Linked DNA regions of Cricetulus griseus: region 1 is linked to region 2. Evidence: chromatin contacts called from public Hi-C data. All regions are on one chromosome and are shown on one strand. Each heading gives the region's core, a stretch centred on a gene start, on an enhancer-like site or on the middle of the called end of the contact. The rest is flanking DNA. Distances are from core to core; before and after follow the strand shown. Region 1 holds the start of Pfdn5 (prefoldin subunit 5). Region 2 overlaps Rarg (retinoic acid receptor gamma).

Region 1 (6,040 bases), core at 1,255-3,754, 79 kb before region 2:
CAACCTCCACACATGTACCATGGCACTCATGTGCTTCCCCTCCACCTCCCAGAGACATGACAGACAGACAGACAATCATAGACAGAGTTTTACAGAACTGACCTTGTTTCATGGCGTGCTTCTCCTGAACGGCTGGCTGGATCTTCTCCATCTGCTTGGTAAGGAAGTCTATCTTCCTTTTGAAGAAGTCCTTGGCATCCTCAGCTGTCTGCAAGATGGGAGGTCAGTAAGGGAATAAAAGAAGACCCCACCTCTCAGAGGACATCCGTAAGCTTCTTACCAACTCACCTTCTCCACATAGTACCCAGTGCCCACATCAATGAGCACATGTTCCACATCATGTAACTTCCCAGGGACATACATCTGAGAAGCAAGGATTAAGGGAAAACACACAGTTTTGTCAGCCAGAGCCATAACCCCAAGCAACAGAGTTGGTTCCTTGTGAAGACAACAGAAGCTGGAACACCGACTTGTCCCGATCCCACCAGGATTTCTCCATTAGCTTTCCACAAAGAGAGATTAGATGGCAACTGTGCTTTCCCAAGGTTCTAGAACAGTGAAAGTAGATAGCTAGCCTCATCCACCCCAGCCATAAATCCTGATGGATTACTACAAATTCTTACAACTTTTTTTTTAGATTGTATATATGTGCATCGTGTGCATGCCTGGTGCCTGCATAAGTTGGGAAAGGTTGCTGGATCCCCGGAATTGGAGTTATCTACACCAAACTAGGTTCTCTGCAAGAGCAAGAAGTGCTCTTAAGCACTAAGCCCCCTCTCCAGCCTCAGATCATCATTAACTTTTAGATTACATTTACTGGCTTTTGTATACATGTTTTCACAAGTGCGTATGCCATGGAACATGTGTGGAGGTTGGGAGTTGGTTTTCTCCTTCCACCATGTGGTTATTGGATTAAACTGAGGTTGTATGTGTTTCTGCACATTTTTACCCACTAAATAATTTACTTAAATTTGTTTTAGTGCATTGGTGTCAAAGTGTCAGATCCTGGAAACTGGAGTGTGGGTGCTGGGAATTGGACCTGGTCCTCTGGAAGAGCAGCCAGTGCTCTTAACCACTGAGCCATTTCTCCAGCACCACACTATCACTATTATTTAACTTAAGCAATCTTCACAAATTAGGTTTCTCTCTTAGCCTGCGGTTTCACGGATTATTTTCAACAAATGGAAAAACAATCTAGGTTTCTTATTAAAAGTAGTTTTGGAATGAGCCACAATTAAGATGAAACTAACAGAGCCAAGTTCCCAATTTCACTATCTTACTATTTCCCTATTGCTTTAACCAACTGCCAGTTTTATCTCCATATTAGATGAACATCCCACACAGCAAAGAGAAACATTACACTTCAATTCTTCATTGAACTCTGATGGAAAGAAAGTATTGGATAGCTACTGGTCCTAGGTTAAGACAAGAGAATTATGAAATGTGTATGACTCTTTTTTTTGGTTTCCAAGCCAGGATTTCTCTGTGTAGCCCTCGTTGTCCTAGAACTCGTTCTGTGGAGCAGGCTGGTCTCGAACTCACAGAGATCCACTTGCCTCTGCCTCCCAAGTGCTGGGATCACCATGGGTTCCCTATCACCATGCCGGCTATGATTGTTCTTAAAATCTTTGGCTGACTGTTATCAAAATTCTCCCGGTTTGGGGGAATGACGGAGAAAGAAGGTAAGGTAGCATTTCCTGTGGAAAGGATACAGAACTCGTCAGCGGAACCAGTAATTCTTTTCCTGTGAAAGTAATGAAGACAAACAGCTGGGGAAGGCTGGCCGCTCCCACGTGAAGACGTTAGGGGGAGGGAGCTCCTACGGGGCATCCAGACAGTGAAAAGAACAGCAACAGAGGTGACGGGAGCTGAGGGATGTCTTGTGCATTTTAGCTTTCCCGTAGGCAGCATGCAGGGCCTTGTGTGGCTATACACACTACGTAACGGGCAGTTTTCTCTACGGAAAACCAGAGCGGGAGGACACGGCAGAGACGCGGGCTAGCGACGGTTCCCCAGGTGCCCTCACCCGCCTCACCCATACCCTCGTTGCTCTTGTTCAGCACGTTCAGACAGTCCTTGGCTTCCACGTACTTGGTCTGCACCACCTTGAGCTGAGCAATAGACGTGGACAGAAACTCCACTTCCTACAGAAACGGAGATAAAAGGGGTCAGTCAGCCCGGGGACCCGAGAGGGCAGCTGGGCTCGGCCAGAGGGGGCGGGACCTGGGACCGGATAGGGGTTTCCCTGGGAAAGGAAGCCTCCCCAACGGGAAGGCGCGGGGCGAACGACTTCGCGCGGCCGGAGGACGTGGTACGCGAGGAAGGTGAAGGGACTGGGCCTCACCTGGTCCAGCTGGTTCTTGAGCATTTCCAGTTGTGGCAAATTCAGCTCCGTGATGTTAATCGACTGCGCCATGTTGGGTAGGAGGACTACCGAAGAGGAAGCCGGCTCGGCGTGCGCCGCTCTAGCCAGCCTCCGCGATATTTCTGTGGTGCCGCCCGGGGATACGCTCTGCGCTGCTCGTCTCTATGACCCTGGGTCTCTGAAGGATCTCCAGCTTGATTTATAGAGGATAACGGAGACGCTGAGTATACTAGAGCCAGCACGACTCAGCAGCAAAAAACAGGGCTTTAGCCTTCAAGGAACTGGAAACTCTTGAAAGTCCTTAGGACGCAACCGCAAGATTGTAAAGCTGTTTACGCTGCTGCACGTTGATAGGACAACTCTGGTGACAGGCCAGGAGGGAGCCTGTGTTGTGACAGAACCACTAAGGTGCTTGTGGAAACGGTGCTTTAAAGGACAAACGAAGTGGAAAGGACGCTAACGAGCCACCAACTACCGACCAACAAATATAGCTTAAGTTTGTGTGTCTGTTTTGTCTGCGTGTGTGTGTGTGTGTGTGTGTGTGTGTGTGTGTGTGTGTGTGTAGTGTTAAGGACGCTGGATTGCTTGGAGCTGGAGTTACACTTAGTTGGTAGCCTCCATCTGAATACTGGGAACTGAACCTAGGTCGTCTGGAAGAACAATCCAGTGTCCTTAACTGCTGAGCATCTGTCTAGTGCCAGCATAATTATGCTACGTGTGTTAAATATGAGTGATTTATAAATGTAAGATATATGCTTCCCCCGCCTGGTGGTGGTGGTGGCCACTCCTTTAATCCCAGCACTAGGGAGGCAGAGACCGTCGGATCTCTGTGAGTTCCAGGACAGCCAGGACTGTTACACAAGGGAAGTCCTGTCTTGAAAAAACAATATATATGCTTCCTCAAAACAATTTAGGTAGGGAGACAGAAGCTGTCTGTGAGTAGCAAAAGCTCATAGAATCTGGACTAAGTGTAGTAGCCCTAGTGAGAAGAACAGTGGTTTCTAAAATCACTGAGCAGAGGCAAGGACAATGGAGACATTAAACACACCCTCTACACTCTCCTTGCCTGTGCTTGCCTTTCACTGGGGCATTTTGATGACCTTCTGTCCTGCTCTATCACCCAAGGCCCAGCCACACTCAACTGTGGGAATTCTGTCACTGGTCTACCAGCCAACTGAGAGGCATTTTGTTGTTGTTCAGGAGGTGGGGTTTTCATTGGGGATGTGACTGAGGAAGCCAGCAACAGTGGGGGGTAGAGGTGGCTTGTGTCTCAGCTCAGGCTCCCTTTTTTGTTTTTTAATATTTGTGCACAGGATTTTGCATTTTAATAAACCATAAAGAAATTTTTATCACCCAACTTTGTCTTTTGGCTTTCTTCCCAAAGCTCCTTCCACCTGCTTATATCTGCACAGCAGGAGTTGAGGGAAGGAGCTATCAGATCTGTAGATGCTCTTGAAATGAGGCTTGGTATATCTTTTATTAAGGTCACATTAAAAGGAAACATTTCATACAAAACACCAGGGAAAATCACTTTAAAAATTCTAAATAGTTAAAACTAAGTTGGTAGGTAGACACATAGCTTCTACCATAAATACAACAGCTTCAGGGTGTTTGTAGAGAGACAGGTAGGCCATAGGCTACAGGTGCAGCACCAATAAGATACTTGAGTCGAGGAGCCTGGCGGGCCTGGCTGACATAGTAGAGAAGGGGGGCCCCTGGGCCTGCTCCTAGCCAGCCCTGCAGCAAAGCTTCTGTATAACGGTCAATGTCACGGTCAGTCACATCCCAGAGATTACCTAGAAACAAGGGGCTGCGAAGAAAAAAGAAATACAAAGTAAGGGCTATGTAACAGAAATATTGGAAAACATTATTGGTGATAGATATGTAAAGAGGCTTCGAGCAATGAGGAGCTCCCTTGGCTTATAGTTCTAGGAGGGCCCTAGACAGGAGACAGGAGAAACCTGGGGATAGGGACAAGAGTTTTAATACCCTACAGTGGGTCTCATTCCTTGGCCTTACCAGCCAGCCATGATGTACTTGAGCACGATACCAGCTCCCTCCAGGTTTCCATGCACAGCGAGGGCTGCACTGCTACAGCCAAACAGCAGGGCCACTGCCCTGCAGCTCAGCCGCATGACAGCCTGCCCATCAAGGAATCGGGCACCAGCTCCATGCCCTGCATAGCTAAGGCAGAGGAAGGGACATAAATAATTATTGAGTCATCATTCCTAGGCCCCTACCGGTTTCCAGAGACTCTACAATGTCAAATCAACCCATAGTGATACTGTCCTCTAGAATGCACCTCACCCTACTTCCCTGACCCAAACGCTCACATATATAAGTCACGCTCTGTCAAGGCAGCCTGCACCTGCTCAAGGCTTGGCACTTCCCCAATCACTCCTTTCCAGCCAGCTTCACTGCAAGGAACAGACAGAAGTCAGTATGTGGCAGACACCATGTAGCAAAGAGGGAAAAGGGGAACAGGAGACAGAAATGAGATGCAATAACTGATTCTAGAGCAAGAGCACATATATTGCCCCTGTGTGATGTCTCTACCCCCCCCCTTTTTGCCCTCATTTCCAGACCTGCTGAAACTGGCTCGAAATCTCTCCTCTGTGCTTGACAGGTTATTGTGAGGGTTTAGGACATAGAAGGTATTCCGTGGATCCACACCTTGGTTCAGAACTGATGAGGCCCCAGCCTGAGGGGAAAGCACTGTCAATTAGGGTCTTGGTCTGTCCAGGAGGCCCAGCTCCCAGCATACTAATAGTTCCATTCCAAAACTGACCCATTGTTCAGCTACTCCTATCTTCCCATGGCTCCAGAATCCCCAGGCCCTATGCCCCGTTTTCCCACCTCTTTAGTGATGGAATAGCTGAGGAGGAAGTGGAAGGAGGGCAGCCGGGTGACAGGCAGTGCTCGCAGGCTGGACATGCTTTCCCATGGCAGCTTCTGCAGGTCCTAGGGAAAAAACACTTCAAGGTTACTCTCCCCAGCCACATAAATACAAATGTCTGAAGGGCCCAGAGATGAGCTCATGCTCACTACCCTCTGGATACTGCTCAGTGCCTCAGCTCTTTACCTTGTCTAGGACCAACACAAGATGCTGACTTCGAGGAGCCACCTGGCCCTGCACCCGTCCTACAGCCTCGCTCAAGAGCACTCGGGCACGCTCTGGCTGGGATGGGCACAGCCCATATGCCAAGGCCTGAACATCCTGGCTGGTGAGGGTTCTAGCACCACTAAGAATGACCTACAGGAAAATAATGGTTAGTGGGTATGGGTGACCCTGGCTGGTAGAAAACCATCACCACAGCTTCCCCTTCCATTTTTTGAACTCACTTTTAGGAGAGTGGAATCAGGATATTCCCAGCCACATTCCTGCAGCAACTCTTGTAAGTGGGAGGCCTCCTGGGCAGGGCCAGGGTCTGCACTAGATGGCAGTAGCAGCCCCCGCCAGCAGCCCAGGACATGCTCCTCTAAGGAGGTGATGAGTTCCTAGGGCAGTTAGATAGGAAACATATTTAGAAATGAGGAATTTCTATCAGTCTTAAAAAGTCTATGTCTTGGGGCTGGAGACATGGCTCAGAGGTTAAGAGCACTGACTGCTCTTCCAGAGGTCCTGAGTTCAATTCCCAACAACCACATGATGGCTCACAACTATCCGTTATGTGA
Region 2 (6,229 bases), core at 2,539-5,038:
GGACTTTGAGGGAGGCGGCCCAGCCCTCGCGGAGGAAGGATAGCCGGAGCTAGGAGGGGTAGACTCTCCGCTGCGCTGGAGGGGGCGGGGGGGGGGACTCCGCTGCGGAGCTGGCGACGGCCTGGGCGGGGTGGGGCGGGGCCGGGTCAGGAGGAGGTGAGCGCGCCCGGCCACCCGCCCCGAGGGGGGTTCCCGGAGAGTTCACCGCGGGAGCGCGCTCTGGCCCTTGGACCGGGGGTGGGAAGAACGGGAAGGAAGGAGGCGGTAGCGCGCGCTGAGCCGCAGGAATGCAGTGTTCTGGTCCGAAACGCGCGCGCGCGCAGGCGCGCGCACGAAGGGCGAAGGAGGAGTCGGGCCCGGGAATGAGGGGGGTGGAGGTAATGCAGGTCCTCCGACTCTGGAGACCAGCGGTGCGCGAGGCATTTCAAGGTTCCCTTCTACACAGCCATCCTTAACACCCTTGCTTGTGTTGACTTGTATGCCGAAGAAATAGTGTGTGTGTGGGGGGACACTCTGTGAGAGGAAATGCGTGCATTTGGTTCCTCCATTCCTTCCCCCAGTTCCAACCTGGACACGCGCCTTAAGTGCAAATGCGTGCAAAACCTCCCGGTCTGTGGAGAGAACATGATTGCAAGCGTTTTCCTGAGCCAGGTGTATTTACACAAATTTGGGCACCTATGAATTTATGTGGGTGCAGATATGCTTGTGCACTGTTGCACGTTTGCAAATTTGTGTTCCCTGCCAAGATACATGCATGCACAGATGTATGTCTAAGCAAACGCGTGCGCCGCGCAGCGAGTAGACGTATGCGAATGTGTTTGTGCTCCACTCCCAGCTCTGCTCATCTTGGTGCCCGGCCCCCTTCCCTCTCCAAGCCCCACCCCCATCCCTTCAGGCTCTGCTTTTACAAAAGGTCTCCACAGTGCTAGCTGCCCAGGCACCCTAAGTGAGCCAGACCGAGGCAGAAGCTGCTGCTTCGCCTTCGTGCCCCGCCCAGTCCTTTCCCTTGCTGGGGATCCCCCTCTTCCCCGCCCACCCCTTACCCCCCATGCATCTCAGCGCCCTATGCTAGCCCTCCCCCTCCCCCCTCCAGGAGCAGGGCGCTGCGGGGGGAGGAGGGGGAATGGGCTGCGGGTCCTTGGTATTCTAGCACCCAGTTTCTCTCCAAGCCGGGTCGCGATGTACGACTGCATGGAATCCTTTGCCCCGGGTCCGCGACGGCTGTATGGGGCCGCGGGGCCCGGGGCCGGCTTGCTACGCAGAGCCACTGGCAGCTCTTGTTTCGCCGGACTTGAGTCTTTTGCCTGGGCGCAACCTGCCAGTCTACAATGTAGGTATTCGAGTTCGGGGGTAGGGTATTGGGTGCACCAGAAGCGGGTGCTTGCTATTTCCGTATGTGAAGTTTGGGACTGGGGTGCAAGCGGGGGTATTCTGATCCTTTCTATGTGAGGTACTGGCCCTTTAAACGTGAGGGCCTGAGTCCGTCTCCTTTGCGTGAGTGCTGTAGTGTTTGGAGTTGTGTATGGTTTTTATGGTGGGTATTAGTTAGTGCTTTGGTTGATGCCACTCCCGAGTTCCTGGAGATAGGAGAGGCCGATGTATTTTGCTAGCGTGTTTTCAAGTCCTTAGTCTGGGAGGGATATAGCACCCAGGACAGTGGGTGGCGTATGTAAAGTCCATGCGGGAAGTTGGGAGCATTAAAAAAAAAAAAAATCGCAAAGCCTGTGAATCTCTGACTTGTGCAGATCTTTGCCTAAGAGATGTGGGTGTGGAGTAGGGGGTCCCTCTACCCACTGTCACCCTCCGCCTGGGTTGGCAAATGTGCGTGGCCCAGTGTGGGGGTGTTTGTGGCGTGAGGTCGGGAGGGCGTGTGCCTTGCGTGGCTGCGGGGGCGGTTTTGGAAAGTGCTGTGTTCTAGAGAATATCCTGTGTGCTCTGCTTGTGGGGTGCAAGGGGTGGTGCATAGAAGAGGGAGAAAGATGGATTCTGCATTTATCCTCATGAAAACAAACAACAAACAAAAAACTGGAAGCTTGTATTTGGTTGTCTTGACAGATGACTTTTTTTCTGTGGCTCCAACACACAACTTCAGCAGGAAGCGAAAAGTTTAAAGCCAAGTGTACGGAGTGGGGGGTGGTCTGGAAGTGACAGCCCGTAGGAAAGAACAATCATAAGGCCCCCAAATATCCATCTTTCCCTTTTCTGTAATGGGAGATGCCAGGCATGGGGCCCTGGAACCCCTTTCCAGAGCGGTAATAAAAAGCTGGGGACTGAAAGGCAGTAAAAATAAAGTCCAGATGAGAAGTGGCTTTGAAGCCTGGGCCACAATGCCTGGCGGGGGTGGGCTGTGAGAAGCGGCTGGGATAGGAGCCTGGAACACCCCCCCCCGCGCGCGCGCCCAGATTTACTGGGGGTTGGCACTGCACTCGTAGCCCGGGTACGGATGACTGCAGACATAGGCTCGGGGGCACTCTGGGAATGGGTGGGCAGCGGGCGGGGTGGCTGGCGCTGGGGGAGTGTGTACGCCGGGTCACTGAGCCCCCGCCAACGCGCCTCGCTCCTTGGCACTCGGCAGCGCTGTTTACAAGTTCAGTTGTTTTTTTTGTTTGTTTTTTGTTTTTTTTTTTTGTTACAGGGCAGAGCTGCTCAGATTTAACAACTGGGAGAGTGGGAAAGGGAGGTAACACAGGAGACAGTATTGGGGTTGGGTGGGATAAGAATTGAAGTGCGCTATTTAAAGGGTGAGAAAACATGGTACTAATACATTGCACCGAATTTCTGTGAATTCTTAAACTTGTCATGCCCAGGATAATGGGGGATTAGGCACGTTGGTTGGCGGTGGAGGTAGAGATGTCTTGGGGTGGGGGTTGGCCACAGTGGTCCTGGGCAGGGATCAGTAGACCTTTAGAGGCCGTTTGGGCTTGGTAGCTCAATGTTTTTGCATTTTAGTTTGAGCCAGTAAGTTTGGCCAGTAGGGTCCTCGTGAGCACACAAAACCAACAGCAGGCCTCCCGCCACACTCTGAGAGAGGGAAAGTGATTTAGAGTAGAGCTGGATGGTGTGTTTGTGACACTTAGATGGGGACTTTGGTGTCTTGGTGTTCAGTGCTGTCCCACTGTGGTTTGTACGGGGGTAGAGTTGTTGGCTTGTAAATGTGAAGCCCACTGTTGGGTTTTGGGTGTGATCCACCTACATGGAGTGAGTGTGGTTTAATGTCTGAGATCCTCTGTGTAGAGTTCTGGCTCCAGCTAAGGAGCACACAGTCAGTCTGCCTGCTTTTGTGTCTGTGTGATGCTGGCCTACAAAAGTGTGTGTCTTCAAGGAGATGTATACTATATACTAGGTTGTGAGTCTGGGCAGCTCAGCTCTGGGCCTCGCAGCTGGGAGCGTTTACAGCCGGTTATAACGAGTTTGTTTGAAGCTCCGCTCAGCCTGGCCAGGAATTTCCTCAATTTCAGCAATTTGGGCTTTAAAAGGAGAAAACCCCAGAGCCCACCCCCTCCTCCTCAGCAGGGGCCCCTTCTTAGTCCAGGGACAGCATCCCACTGTAGAGGTCTCAGCGATCACCCTGCGTCCCAGAAGACCCTGTTAGCATTTTAGCTCCCTCCACCCACAGTGACCTCAGAGCCATTGGATTGCACTTTAGGTGGGGATGTGCCAGAGGGTTGTCGAGAATGGGTGACAGTGCCACTAAGATGGGAAAAACTGCCCAAGGGCAGGCTCTCTGGGGCCTTCTATCTTATAATTGGCTGGTGCTACCCCATGCCAGTCTGACCGCACCCAGGCCTTGCGCAAGAGAGGAAATGAGGAAATGGGGTAGTGCTCTGTGGGTAAGGAGGGTGTCAGTGCAGGAGAGAGTACCACCCCACGCACAGGCCTATGGGCAAGGCACATGCCCTGGGGACCCCGGGATGGGCTGAAAGAGCAAGGACCTAAAAGGCATTCCAGTCCTTCCCACGCCTCTCGGCACCTATACACAGGCAGCCCCACCCCCAGTCTTGAATAAACTCCCAGCACCCTTCTGCCCCCACTGCTTTCAGGGGGAATCTAACTCCAGCAGGATTCTTATGCTAATTAGTAGGTGGGGGTGGGGTGGTTGGGGAGGGCTTCCCTCTTTGTAAGGTGGGTGGAACTGGTCTGGAACCCCAGCTTTTGGGCCTCCCTCTTATTGCTTTGGGTCAGATGGACTTGCGACCAGGTGGGCTACAGAGGGTCAGAGGAAGGATGTGTTACAGGAGGTGGGTTCAAAGTTCACTGAGGGTCTTCAGGATTTCTTTCAGTCACTTGGGCCTTCCAAATGTGGGCAACAGGTCCCTCAGGCAGAATAATTTTCAAATGTCCTGAGCCTCTGAGGATGAGCCCCACACTCACACAGCCTAAGGCATGTCCCTAGCAGCTACCTCTAGAAAGTGTGGGCTTCCCCTACTCTGGGCCTAGGCTAAGACTCCTTACAAACTATAGTTGCTATTTTCTGAAGGCAATCCAGGAGTGAAGCCTGGCTAGAAAGGGTCTGAGATAGCTCCCTTCCCCCTCACCTCTGTTTACCCTAGGTCACCTGACTCTCTGCTCACCCTACACTGCTTCTAGACCTAAGGATCTGAGCAAATACCTGTCTCTCTCTTCTTTCACTAAAGGGCACTTAGCTCTGGTCAGAGGACCTGAGAGCCTTGTCTCTGCTGTCAGCTGGCGGTGTGAAACTGAGCTGCTCACGCTACCAGTTATGCTTCCCTTCTGATCTGAGGTCTTGGGAGTGAATTAAATGAATTAAGTCATTCATCCAGGTGCCAGCTGTAGGTGGCCTGTAACTGCCCCATTGACCTCCATATCTGCTGCCCACGCCCCAATTGCTCCCAGAGGCTGAGGATGGTGGAACTCAGGGTTACCAGAGTGCCAGGGAGCGAGCCCTAACCCTTCCACTCTGTACCTTTTTTTTATTTTATTTTTTGGTATGGGTGTTTTGCCTGTATGTTTTTGTGTACTGTGTATGTGCCTGGTGCCCACAGAGGCTAGAAGAGGGAACTGGATCCCCTGGAACTGGTGTTACAAATGGTTGTGAGCCACCACATAGATACTGGGAATTGAATACTGGGTCCCTCTAGGGTCAGTGCTCTTAACCAGTGGGCCATCTCTCCAACTTTATGATTGGGGAAACAGAAGCAGAGACATTAACTTCTAGGTTGGCCTTGGTCTGGAATTTGGAGAAATGAGCATTGATATAGAAGAGTTGGCCAGGTGGGGGCTGGGGTGGGGTCGGGGTGGTGGTGGTGGTAGAGGCCTGGAATCCCAGCAAGCTGCAATGACAGTGGCTGTCTGAGCTTTCTGTGTGTGGGGGGGTGGGGGTAAGTACCTGCTAAGGGCTTATGAACAGTGGTGACAACAGCTGCCACCAGCAGGTCCAAAGGAAGAGAGGATGGTCATTAGATGAGATTGCTTCAGCTGACCTTCTCATACTGGTTTTCTCCCCCAGCGGTGGAGACACAGAGCACTAGCTCAGAGGAAATGGTGCCCAGCTCTCCATCACCCCCACCACCTCCTCGGGTCTATAAGCCATGCTTTGTATGCAATGACAAGTCCTCCGGCTACCATTATGGGGTCAGCTCATGTGAAGGCTGCAAGGTGTGTAATATGGTGGGGAGGATGGGGACACAAGGTGGGGAATGTAGACCGGTAGGCAGAATGCTTGCTTAGCATACATGAAACCTCAGCAACACATAAAAGAGACCCTCTTGGCCCGTCGTCGTTGATGGCAGAAGCCTTTAATCCTAGCACTCTGGAGGCAGAGGCAGGTGGATCTCTGTGAGTTCAAGATCAGCCTGGTCCATAAGAGCTAGTTCCAGGACAGCCTCCAAAGCCACAGAGAAACTCTGTCTCGAAAAACAAAACAAAGAGAGAGAGAGAGAGAGAGAGAGAGAGAGAGAGAGAGAGAGAGAGAGAGACCCTCTTAGCAAAAACAATATCCTGGAGGGGGCACCCTTCCCTTTAGATGGGTTAGTAGGAAAAGGTATTTGGTGCCAAGCCCGGGACCCACATAGTAGAAGGAAAACAAATAACTACTCTGAATTCTACTTGCACCCTGTGGTTGCACATGCACCCTCCACCCCCAACGCACACAAAATAAATAAATATAATGAAGAGATATTTTAAAGATGGGTGTCCCAGGTGCTGTGTTCACATGAGTTTTGTCTGTGTGGGATGAGGGACTGCTCTGTGCATGGATGATTGACAGATT

What was found. A called contact is a pair of places that touch in the nucleus more often than the background predicts.
Region 1: a contact with region 2 is called in a Hi-C map of the CHL-YN cell line, with 2.7 times the contacts expected there. The contact joins the promoter of Pfdn5 here to the enhancer-like site in region 2. A contact is called at or near these places in 3 of 8 Hi-C or Micro-C datasets (the CHL-YN cell line, fibroblasts and liver).

The regions. Positions count from the first base shown.
Region 1 is chr2:398,702,691-398,708,730 of CriGri-PICRH-1.0, reverse strand. Pfdn5 (prefoldin subunit 5) reads right to left here and starts at 2,504. Exons shown (of 6, transcript XM_027396693.2): 1 at 2,345-2,504; 2 at 2,042-2,144; 3 at 1,713-1,744; 4 at 289-363; 5 at 103-208. The coding sequence starts at 2,416. It overlaps Espl1 (separin), which reads right to left. Exons shown (of 29, transcript XM_027396688.2): 23 at 5,708-5,863; 24 at 5,448-5,618; 25 at 5,222-5,326; 26 at 4,951-5,066; 27 at 4,699-4,782; 28 at 4,385-4,549; 29 at 3,824-4,175. The coding sequence ends at 3,968.
Region 2 is chr2:398,624,505-398,630,733 of CriGri-PICRH-1.0, reverse strand. It overlaps Rarg (retinoic acid receptor gamma), which reads left to right. Exons shown (of 9, transcript XM_027396680.2): 3 at 5,468-5,616. Among named protein-coding and RNA genes, the nearest start is that of Itgb7, 11 kb to the right of the region's middle. Within about 2 kb of position 3,788, at least 2 of the 6 cell types and tissues checked have open chromatin away from gene starts, as enhancers often do.